Linked DNA regions of Podarcis muralis: region 2 is linked to region 1. The links are chromatin contacts, called in public Hi-C maps. All regions are on one chromosome and are shown on one strand. Each heading gives the region's core, a stretch centred on a gene start, on an enhancer-like site or on the middle of the called end of the contact. The rest is flanking DNA. Distances are from core to core; before and after follow the strand shown.

Region 1 (5,592 bases), core at 2,037-4,536:
TCTTTTTAATCTAGACTTTTCCCCAAAAATGTTTACAGAATATTTGCCATTCTTTCCAAAGATCTCAGTGTACTTACCAAAGGCAGATGTAACCCAAAAATATTAAATTACCTGCACTCTCTAGGTAAGGAAAGATGAGGATGGGTGGGTGTGCAAGGAAGTAGTGGACCAACATTTTGTAGCCATATCAATGCATTTGCATGCAGGTACACAGGAGTCAAGATGCACACCCTCCTCTTTAGTCAAAGAATTCCCTCCTGCTCCTTCAGACACTGGGGACATGTTGAAATCTGAAGAATTCTATTGAAACATGGGATTATTGCAAATTGATAACATCATAGGATAGATCCCACACAGAACATTTCCACGCTATATACAGCAATCACAATAGGAGTGCGTGCAGTTGGCCATTTGCAGCTCACAACCAAAAAAACAATTATTTGTGTTGGAGACACCTGTCCATTCCAAGTACAGTGGTACCTCGGGTTACATACGCTTCAGGTTATAGACTAAATAGTACTAAATAGTACCTAAATAGTACCTCAGGTTAAGCACTTTGCTTCAGGATGAGAACAGAAACCGTGCTCTGGCGGCGCGGCGGCAGCAGGATACCCCATTAGCTAAAGTAGTGCTTCAGGTTAAGAACAGTTTCAGGTTAAGAACGAACCTCCTGAATGAATTAAGTACTTAACCCGAGGTACCAGAGGTACCACTGTAATTCGTGTTGAATAGCAACACCACAAACTTACCTAAGCTTGAAATTCAAATTCACAAGTTAGGTGTTAATAGGGGCTAATACAAACCAGGATGAGTCCAGCCCTTTACCTCTCTAGGACACTGGTAGCAAAATACACTTTTCCTGGAATTTGCAGGACTTGTCTTTCGGCACTGCCCTTTCTCTGCAAATAGAGGGGATTCTGATACTTGCACTGAGGACTCAGGAATGCCTGTAAAAACAAGGTCAGTGATTTATTTTCCCACATGGCTGCTGTGAAAATGAAGAAGCAAACCTTGAAGATTAGAGAAATGTGAAGTGAATTTCACCTTGTTCTGCTTGTATGAAGAATAGGGGAAAGGCCTACTGAGTTCAGTGGGATGTACTTGCACCCACAGATTGGGACTGTAAACCTTTGGGTCGTCAGGAAATGGAATGCAAAAAATAGAGATGGTACTAATTCGGTTGTTAACCCAATCTCTCTCTCTCTCTCTATCACACACACACACACACACACACACACACACACACACACACACAACTCTTTGATAACACAGGCATCCTGACATGGATAAATCAAAGTGGGGAAATGGAAACGAGATGATCTGAAGAGGGGTGGAACCCACAGCAATTTGCAATTTTGCTGTAAATTTTCATTGTTTATCTCATACTATAAATTCCTATTTATTCTATATTGAAAGTCAGACCTGATTACAAGTAGAAACCCCGATGAAACTACTTCTAACCTAGTAAAAGACATCTGCTCTTGGTCACAGGAGAAAACTGTGTCTGTTTGAGATCACTGGTTGTGTGCACCCATGTGTATTTGTAGTGTCATTTTTCAAAATAATTGCAAAGAAGGGGAAATGAATAAAGCATGAAAGAGGAATTGAGAGCTACAATGCAAAGATGATAAATAATGTTATTCTTGCCATTTAATGTCCATGTTGAAACGATGTGAAGAAATAATGTGAGGTGGAGGAAGGGCAAAGAGGGGCATTAAAAACTGCTTGAGGGTTGTTGGTTTTTTTACAACCAACTGAGGTATAAATTTTATGCAATAAAATAATATAAATATAGGAAGAGAGACCTGCGATTTCTGAGTCCTCCCTCCAATTGGTTAAGACACACTGAGAATGTAAATAATAAGTTTATGACAAACACGACCCAGCTAAAGAAACCTCTCTTCCTCCAGCCAACATTTCTTCATGAGGAGATAATCAGGCTCAAACAAATGTTCCCCTTTCCGAGGTCCTTACTTGCCCTTCCACGGAGAAGCTTGTCCGCCTGCGGCTGGCAGTCGATGGCCTTCAGCACCTTGGCTGCCACCTCCACGGCACCATCCACATCATAGTGTCTGAGCAGCAGATGGCAGAGAGTCCAAGCACCACATTCCTGCAGCCAGTCCTGGGTGACCTGGAGATCGCCCATCGGAATGGAGAAATGGCAGAGTTCGCCCTTGAACTTTTTTAGCTCGGACTCATCTAAACTCTCCAGGGTGCACGCCAGGAGACCATAGATGGCTCTAATATAGGTCAAATGGTGACCTGATAGCAGAAATGATTTCATTGGGAGCCCAGAATCCTTTTCAGAAGAGCTCCCAGGATGAACCTCAGGGGCCAGAGACTTCTCCAAGCACAGGGTACTGCAATTCCCCACCTGGATGCCTGAAAGGAAGCGGTTTTCTCTCCCAGAGTTCAAGTCACCATAGATGTCAGCAGGTTTGTAGGCATCATTGGTGACGTAAGGGTTGTATCCTTCAAAGCCCAGAGCACCGAACAACGGGAAGTGTATTTGCCTCAGCTGGACTCTTGGCCTTTCAGAGTCATAAGTGCCAGAGAGGTATCCTTCAAGGTCTAGGGCATCCTCCGAGAAGATGTGTTTTTTTCTCCGCAACGCGCGTCTCCCCTTCCAAAAGGAAGTAACATCCCATTTGCCATCACAGACGCAATCCACAGGCTCCAGGGGATCCGCCGAGGGGGAGCAGACCTCCTCCCCCATTGCGCCCTGCCCCCCCACAGTCTCTGGGGCGTTCACGGAACGACTATAGACGGGGAGGATTTGGTGCCGCCGCGTCCACAGCATTCCACCGCCTGTGCTCAGAGATCTTCCAACGGCCCTGACCGACTCCTCTCTCCTTACCGGGCTGCTACTTCCTCTTCCCTCGGGCAGAGAAGCTCTGCGCCGATTTCTGTCCTCTGTCTGTGGGCCGCCCGCCCGCATTCTCGGTCGCGTGGCGTGTCGCGTCCGTAGAGAAGGAACCCCGCTTTCGACACCAGCGGACTCGACGGCGGGGACGGAGCCCGCGATTGCCGCGAGCACGTTCGAAGGGGCGTCTTCCTGCATCTGATTTTCCCAAGCAGGAGCTCAACCCGCTCTGCTGCTACCTATCAGTCTTGTCCCGCTCTTGCTTCCTCCTAGTCAGAAGGAGGAGTGTCAGAAAACCCCCGGGGGGCGGGCTCCTCCGAGGTCGCCTTCCTATCCGTAGCTGTCAACGTTTCCCTTTTTAAAAAGGAAATTCCGTTATTCAGAATAGGATTCCTCGCAAGAAAAGAGAAAAGTTGACAGCTGTCGTTTAGTCGCGTCCGACTCTTCGTGACCCCCCTGGACCAGAGCACGCCAGGCACTTCTGTCTTCCACTGCCTCCCGCAGTTTGGTAAACTCACGCTGGTAGCTTCGAGAACACTGTCCAACCATCTCGTCCTCTGTCGTCCCCTTCTCCTTGTGCCCTCCATCTTTCCCAACACCAGGGTCTTTTCCAGGGAGCCTTCTCTTCTCATGAGGTGGCCAAAGTATTGGAACCTCAGCTTCACGATCTGTCCTTCCAGTGAGCATTCAGGGCTGATTTCCTTCAGAATGGAGAGGTTTGATCTTCTTGCAGTCCATGGGACTTTCAAGAGTCTCCTCCAGCACCAGAATTCAAAAGCATCAATTCTTCTGCGATCGGCCTTCTTTATGGTCCAGCTCTCACTTCCAGCTATGCTTGACAGCTATGCCTCTGGATTTTTTCGCTGGCAGCGGATTTGTGGCAACGCCGACAGAGAATTTATGGCAGTGCTTTTTTCTAAAAAAATGTTTAGGGGTACTCTCATTTTAACTCAAGAAAACCATCATTTTATTGTTCAAATTGGGGAAAATTAAATACAGTAAATGGACAAAAGTACAAAGATTCACAAAATGTTTAGGGGTATGCATGCCCCTGCGGCCTCCCCAGAAAAAAAGCACTGATTTATGATATTAAAAGGAAATCTGAGGTGGAGTCTTTTCCCCAGTTTTGAATATCAAAGGTTGTCATAAGACTCACTGCAGGTAAAGCAAGCAGGCAAACAAAAAAAGCAGAATATATCTGTGGAAACATGGATAGTGGAAAGCAAGCAAGATGATCAAGGGTCTGGAAAGGAAAGAGGAAGGGTTGAAGGAGCTGGGTGTGTTTACCCTAGAAAAGAGGAGACTGAGAGGAGATAGCTGTCTTCAAATATCTAGAGGGCTGTCACATGGAAGAGGGAACAAGCCTGTGTTCTGTTCTAGAGGGAAGGACTCAAACCGATGGCTTCAAGTTACAAGAAAATTCCGACAATACACCAGGAAGACCTTTTTTTTTTTAAAAAAAAAAGATATTTATTAAGGTTTTAAACAGTAAAAACAGACTTCACAGTCGAAACAAAAAAAGAAAAAAAGAAAAGAAAAACACCATCACAATCAAGCAAAAAACAGAAAAATACATTAGAACACGCAAAAAAATAAAAGAAAAGAAAAAAGACATAAAAAAAGATAAAAAGCCAATTTCTTACTTATTACCGGTATTTTCTTAACCCTCCTTCCAGACTCCCTCACATCTCCCTTTTCTGTGTTCCCTTTTACACAATCTTGTTCAGCAGTGCCTCCCCCTCTTTCAAATCTTATTTTATGTTATACGTTTCAACTATTATGTCTCCAATTTTCCCCTTTATATCAATTTATTTAAATTTGACATAATATTATTCTATCTTTACCCTTAGTCTTATGAAACATTTTTACATATTCCTTTCAACTATATCACTAATGCCATATTATCTTTATATCCTGCATCATTTTAACATTCATACATTTTGCAATGCTTTTGCAGGTAGTCTTTAAATTTCTTCCAGTCCTCTTCCACTAACTCTTCTCCCAGGTCTCGGATTCTGCCAGTCATTTCTGCCAATTCCATGTAGTCTATCACTTGCATCTGCCATTCTTCCAGAGTGGGCAAATCTTGTGTCTTCCAGTGTTTTGCGATGAGTATTCTTGCTGCTGTTGTTGCATACATAAAGAAAGTTCTGTCCTTCTTTGACACCATTTGGCCAGCAATGCCCAAAAGGAAGGCCTCTGGTTTCTTACACCAGGAAGACCTTTTGGACAGTAAGAGCTGTTTGACAGTGGAATGGCTAAAGAAACATTGGAATAGAGCCCAAAAAGCACTGTAAGTTGGAACAATTTCTCTGTATTTTTTGGATGTCTTGTGGTTTAATTTTAACTGATTTTATCCAGCTGTATTTTATATTGCTAAGTTGCTTTGAGACTTTATTTGTATAGAGACTAGGAAATGTAATAACTAATCATAATCATAATCATAAATATTCTTGTTGCTCTCTCCTTTCCAGTGCTCCTGCTCAGCCCTGAGTTTAAGTGAGTGTGCAAGGGGCCCCCAGGAAGGAAGGACTCCAAAACCCGCTCAAGATTTTCCTGGGATGTTTTGGTTAGCTCTGAGTTTCTCCAATACTGGGTGCCACTGCCCCATCTTGTGCTGCAGCTGATTTTATGGGTATTGAAATTTACACATGCTTGGCTATTCCAGGAATTGTATCTCTGGAATTGTATCTAGGAATTAGAAGGAGGTTGAGGCATACAACCTACCG
Region 2 (5,298 bases), core at 2,722-5,221, 140 kb after region 1:
AAAACTAGATCCCTACAACTTTCTTGGCATTGTTACACCAGCTAAGGCAGGAGTGGGGAACCTGAGGCCCTCCAGTCAGCAAGAGTCAGGGCTGATGGGTTTTGTAGTCCAGTAACATCTGCAGAGACACAGATTCTCCATCTGCAATATGAAGAAAATTAAAGCACATGGCACCAGAAACTAAAATGTAAGGAGGAGATTCCCTGACCTCATGGGGAACTCAAGCCAGGGCTCTTGGACTGGACATCCTGAGCTATGAAGTGGCCCAGAGGTACCAGCAATCCTGGGTCCTCCTGCAACTCGATGAGTGCATGTAGGAAACCACAGAAGCCATGAAACCCATGTGCCAGCCCTGCAAATGAAGAAGGATGTTCTTCCTCAAAAGTTCATTTAGATAGCTTGTATGCATTAAGCAGAATGGAAGCCTGATTTCAGTGAATACTTCCGGAAGAAATCCATTGGGACTCACAAGGGAGGCTATGGACTGAATTGTTTCACAATTCAGTGACAACACCATTGTTTGGAGAACCAGACAGGGAATTTGGGCTTTAGCAAGCAGGTTGTTTAAGAAGTGAAAAGGGTGTGTTTCAATTTTGGAAAAATCACTTTAAAGCAACAGTGTTGGTGAGAAGATAAGTAATCCAGCAGAGGGCAACTTGTTAATTTTCTCTCTACTGGCATGTTGGGTGGAACTGATCAAGTCCAACAATTGTGCATAGTCGGAGTTAATATGATCAAGTAAATGATCCAGGCAATCGGAATACCAGAGTTGGAGGTTCCTGGTTACCTTTATTATCGAAAGGTCATTTGGCAGGAGGTACAGGTGAAACGTTGGTGTTTCCAGTCGAAGGCTCTGATAGAGCAGCACAACAGTGTTAATCTTTTGCTTAAACCACTTTTTGAAAATGACTCCAAGGGAAGAGAACTTGGGGTTTTCCAACACAGCATGGTGAGGCTCCACTCTGTCTGGTTTCTCCAGCCTCATCCCCCCTTCGACAAAATGTGCAATGTAGACATGAGAACTGTCGTCACCTGAAAAGGAGCCCAAAGGAAACATAGACAAACATGTTACAAGTGGGAAAGTGGGAAAAAATCACCATCACTTAACCCCCACCCTCTCTGTATCATGCAAGTATTTATGTTCTCATCATCATTTAAGAGGTCTATAGCATTGTTTCACAGTACTGCATGTTCTCATGGTAAAGGTAAAGGGACCCCTGACCGTTAGGTCCAGTCATGGACAACTCTGCGGTTGCAGTGCTCATCTCACTTTACTGGCCGAGGGAGCCAGCGTACAGCTTCCAGGTCATGTGGCCAGCATGACTAAGCCGCTTCTGACGAACCAGAGCAGCACATGGAAACGCCATTTACCTTCCCGCCAGAATGGTACCTATTTATCTACTTGCACTTTGATGGGCTTTCGAACTGCTAGGTTGGCAGGAGCAGGGACCGAGCAACGGGAGCTCACCCCATTGAGGGGATTCGAACCGCCGACCTTCTGATCGGCAAGCCCTAGTCTTTGTGGTTTAGACGACAGCTCCAACACGTCTTACAACAAAATACAAAGCATCACAGAAACAGTAAAATAGCAGAACATTTTGCAAAATTGAAACAAATAAGAAAAGACAATTTAGCCAGCACTACTGATCCCTAGAACCCACACCACTGGCCCCCAAACATTCTGGAAATGTCAATGGAAGTTATTCCTGTTTAAGATTCTTCCTATTATGGTTATAATGCTGTAAGGTTTTTCCCATGTGATACCTTCAAGACACAAGGAGTGAGGGACGCAAATGGCTGCCATGGCTTCTACTGCATCCACTTTAATGTTGAGCAGAGGGCCAGCGATCTGCCACTCCTTGGTGTTTTGTTCTTCCAGGTGCTTCGGCCATGAATCAAAGTGGTATGTTATGGTCACAGCTCCTCTCACTTCCCATATGAGACCAGTATCACAGCAATGGAAGAAGCCAGCCTTTGTGAAGCGCGCTCTGAATGGCACAAGGGGAAAGATGAAAGGGGAATCAGGTTGAACATGAATTGGGAGAACTTCCTCTGCTGGTCTAATTGATATTTTTGCAGGAGGTGCTTCACATGCCAAGTAAGGAGGCAAAAAAATTATGGAAGGAAAATTCTTGGGCAGGCACCACTCTGCACACTCAGGATTTTGCCACAGAGAAGCACGTTTATTATGAGGCTGCCCAAAAAGTATTCTTCTGATACTGAGAAGGTGACTTTAAAATGCCTGCGTTCATGCAGAGTAAAGCCAAGTGGTAGGATTAACTACTAATCTTCTGATTCCTGGTGTGTTGATGATACTAGAACTTCAGGGAAAATTATCATATTCATTGAGCAGGCCAGGGGTTCTACAAGCCATGAACCCATTTTGCTCTAAACCAGTATTTCTCATAGTGGGTGATCCCACCCCCTGCAGGGTGCTGGAATGATCGAGGGGGGCAGTAGGAGCTTCAGGTGCAATTGGGGGGCATTGAAGAAAAATAAGGGGGAGGTGAAAGCATAAAGAAGAAAAAAGAAGAAAATTTTGAAAAAACATATGTTGTGTAATGACGCTTACCGCAACCTGGGCACTGTTGTGAGACACTGACAATGCCTCCCCTTGATCTGATGGTTGTGCTGGAGGTGAGGGGTTTTTCTGGGTTTGGGTGAATCCATTTTAGCTTCACCCAGGCCCAGGAAGTGGATCGCAGCTTGACTGCCTATATGGTCAATGGCAGGCAGGCTGCGACACTGGCCCCACCCCTGGGGCAGATTGAACTGACATGACAGGCTTCACTCTGGTCCTCCTCATAGGTTTTTAATCCTGGGCCTAGTCCACCTCCTCATCCAGTTCTGAAAAACCATTTGTACATGATTCCTCCGTTCTGTAAGGATGCTTACCAATGTAACATGGAGTTAAAGTTGTAGTGATTATTTTCCAAATAAACACACAAAATGCGTGTTATGACTGATCAGTGGTCAAGTCCACCAGCGGGTCTTATACAAAAGTTTTAAATTGCATTTCCTTCATTGTATTTAGAGGAACATGGGTAGAGACAGCAACCATATTTGATGACTGTGAGACCCACAGAAACCAGATGCGTTCCGAGGAACAATTCAATGTAGAAACCATTCCCTGAAGGGAGAAATTTTCACGAGATCGGGGAGAGAGATCACTTACCTGTAAGCTTCACGGCCACTTTCTGAGTCCCAAAACACCTCTGCTTTTATTCTTTCTGGAAGATCCTACAATAAAACCACAATCATGCATGAGGATGCCAGAATCCTTCTCCCACCTGAAAACGGGGCGTTCTTGTCTATTTCCAGCACCGCTGTGACCATACCAAGGAGCACTGCTCGAGGCCAAAGCCACAACTAGGCAGCCGCGCCGTCAGGTTGCCGTCGTGTTCCTCCTCGCTACCCATCTGCAGCCTTCGGAACTCCCCCACTTCCTGGGCTTCCGCGCAGCGTCTCCTGGAAGTCTTCTTGGCCATCGCGCTCCTTCCCCGCCAGCCCCAGCCCAGCCAAATCCTCGGCCAGCGAAAGACCCAGATCCGGAGACTGTGCCAAGGCAGAGAGGCAGGAGAGCCAGACTCTGGTGCGCAACTCGCGGCGCCTGATGCTCCGGAGGAGAGATGCCCAGTGGAGTAGCGTGGGTTGTCAGCACCCGGGGCAAGGCAAGTGATTTGCGCCCCCTAACCCATGGATTTGCGCCCCCTAACCCGTGGATTTGCCCTAACCCCAGATGTTGCGCCCGGTGCGGCTGGCCCCCCCTGCACCCCCCACGCTACGCCACTGGAGATGCCTGGCCCGAGGGCAGCGGGAAACCCGTCGCTTGCTGCTCCCTTTGGCGAGGAAAACCTTTGAGATGCTTCCCTCCGTCCGCGGCAGGAGACTCGAGGGCGGGGCGAGCGCAAGAGGCGTCTTTCCCGGGAGCTCTCGCTCTCTTTCCCAGCAGGTTCTGAAGCAGGGGGGAGCGGCAAGGAGTTGGAGCAGGAAAACTTGTGAGAGTAAGAGAAGAACCTGCTCCTCCTTTGGGAATTAAAAAAACACACAACCCTCCCCCTCAAAAAAAAAAAAAAGGAATCCTTGAAGTTGCTTGGGGGAGAGCTGGATGAGTGTGAAGCAGCCAAACAGCTGCTCATCTAGGAGGAGCACAGAAAGGGCGCCTGCAGGACCCAGGTATTACAATAAACAATTATTTTCTTACCCAGAATCATCTCTTTGTGTATGATTGCAACAGGTAAACTCTCATCTCTATCCACCAGCCAAATGTTGCATATGAAAGGTAACTGACCCATTTTTGCCAGTAATTCATATTTCATTTCTGCACCCACATCCTGTCTGACAGCCAAGAATGCAGGACCTTCGCATCCTCCCTGAAATAATGTGAGGAGGGGAGAGAGGCGTATCCACAGCATCCTACAGAGCTGGAGGGAGTTTTGTACGCCATCTGGCCTGATGCAGGAAATCTAGCCACACAGCATGTTCAGCAGGTGGCTGTCAAGACTCTGCCTGAAGACCTCCAAATGAGGGAGCTCCCCACCCCAGGAATTGGCTCCATGAAACCATGAGAAATTTCCAGACAAAACTCTTCCAGCAGTTTCATGCAAATGTTAAGCTGCATCAGAGACAAGATGGATCTCTGCAGGAACCCACAAACCCAAAGGTCATATATGGATTCATCCATGTCAGTTATTTCTCCACCTTCCTGCCTACAGGTAAAGATAAAAGGTTAATTAACCCTTGGATGGTTAAGTTCAGTCAAAGGTGACTATGGGGTTGTGGCGCTCATATTGCTTCAGGCTGAGGGAGCTGGCGTTCGTCCGCAGACAGCTTTCCGGTTCATGTGGCCACTGGGGAAGTGGTAATTCTGTATTGATTTGTTTTGGATGTTGTATGTGATACCAATAAAAGGTTTGATGACAATGATGACTAAACCGCTTCTGGCGCAATGGAACACTGTGACAGAAGCCAGAGTGCACGGAAATGCTGTCTACCTTCCCATCACAGTGGTACGTATTTATCTACTTGCACTGGTGTGCTTTCGAACTGCTAGGTTGAAAGAAGCTGGGACAGGGCAATGGGAGCTCACTCGGATCGCAAGCCCAAGAGACTCAATGGTTCAGAGCACAGTGCCACCCTACAAAGAAGAGATCACTGCCCATAAGATGCAGTTCTTCAATGCTTAATCTTGCAATGGGTCTGGCTCTGTTTACAATAACTTGCTATCAGCAAACTTTATGATCTGGATTGGTAGGCTGAGGTTCAAAGAGCAACTGAAACTGAGGTTCAAAGAGCATC

What was found. A called contact is a pair of places that touch in the nucleus more often than the background predicts.
Region 2: a Hi-C map of an unstated tissue shows a contact between it and region 1, with 10 times the contacts expected there. The contact joins the promoter of LOC114582864 here to the promoter of LOC144325251 in region 1. A contact is called at or near these places in 2 of 3 Hi-C or Micro-C datasets (tail and an unstated tissue).

Annotation. Positions count from the first base shown.
Region 1 is chr13:15,595,082-15,600,673 of rPodMur119.hap1.1, forward strand. LOC144325251 (caspase recruitment domain-containing protein 8-like) reads right to left here and starts at 3,287. Exons shown (of 8, transcript XM_077917939.1): 1 at 1,975-3,287; 2 at 826-947. The coding sequence starts at 3,061.
Region 2 is chr13:15,732,435-15,737,732 of rPodMur119.hap1.1, forward strand. LOC114582864 (NACHT, LRR and PYD domains-containing protein 1a allele 5-like) reads right to left here and starts at 3,972. Exons shown (of 9, transcript XM_077917948.1): 1 at 3,793-3,972; 2 at 3,339-3,626; 3 at 3,176-3,240; 4 at 1,765-1,988; 5 at 788-1,032. The coding sequence starts at 3,488.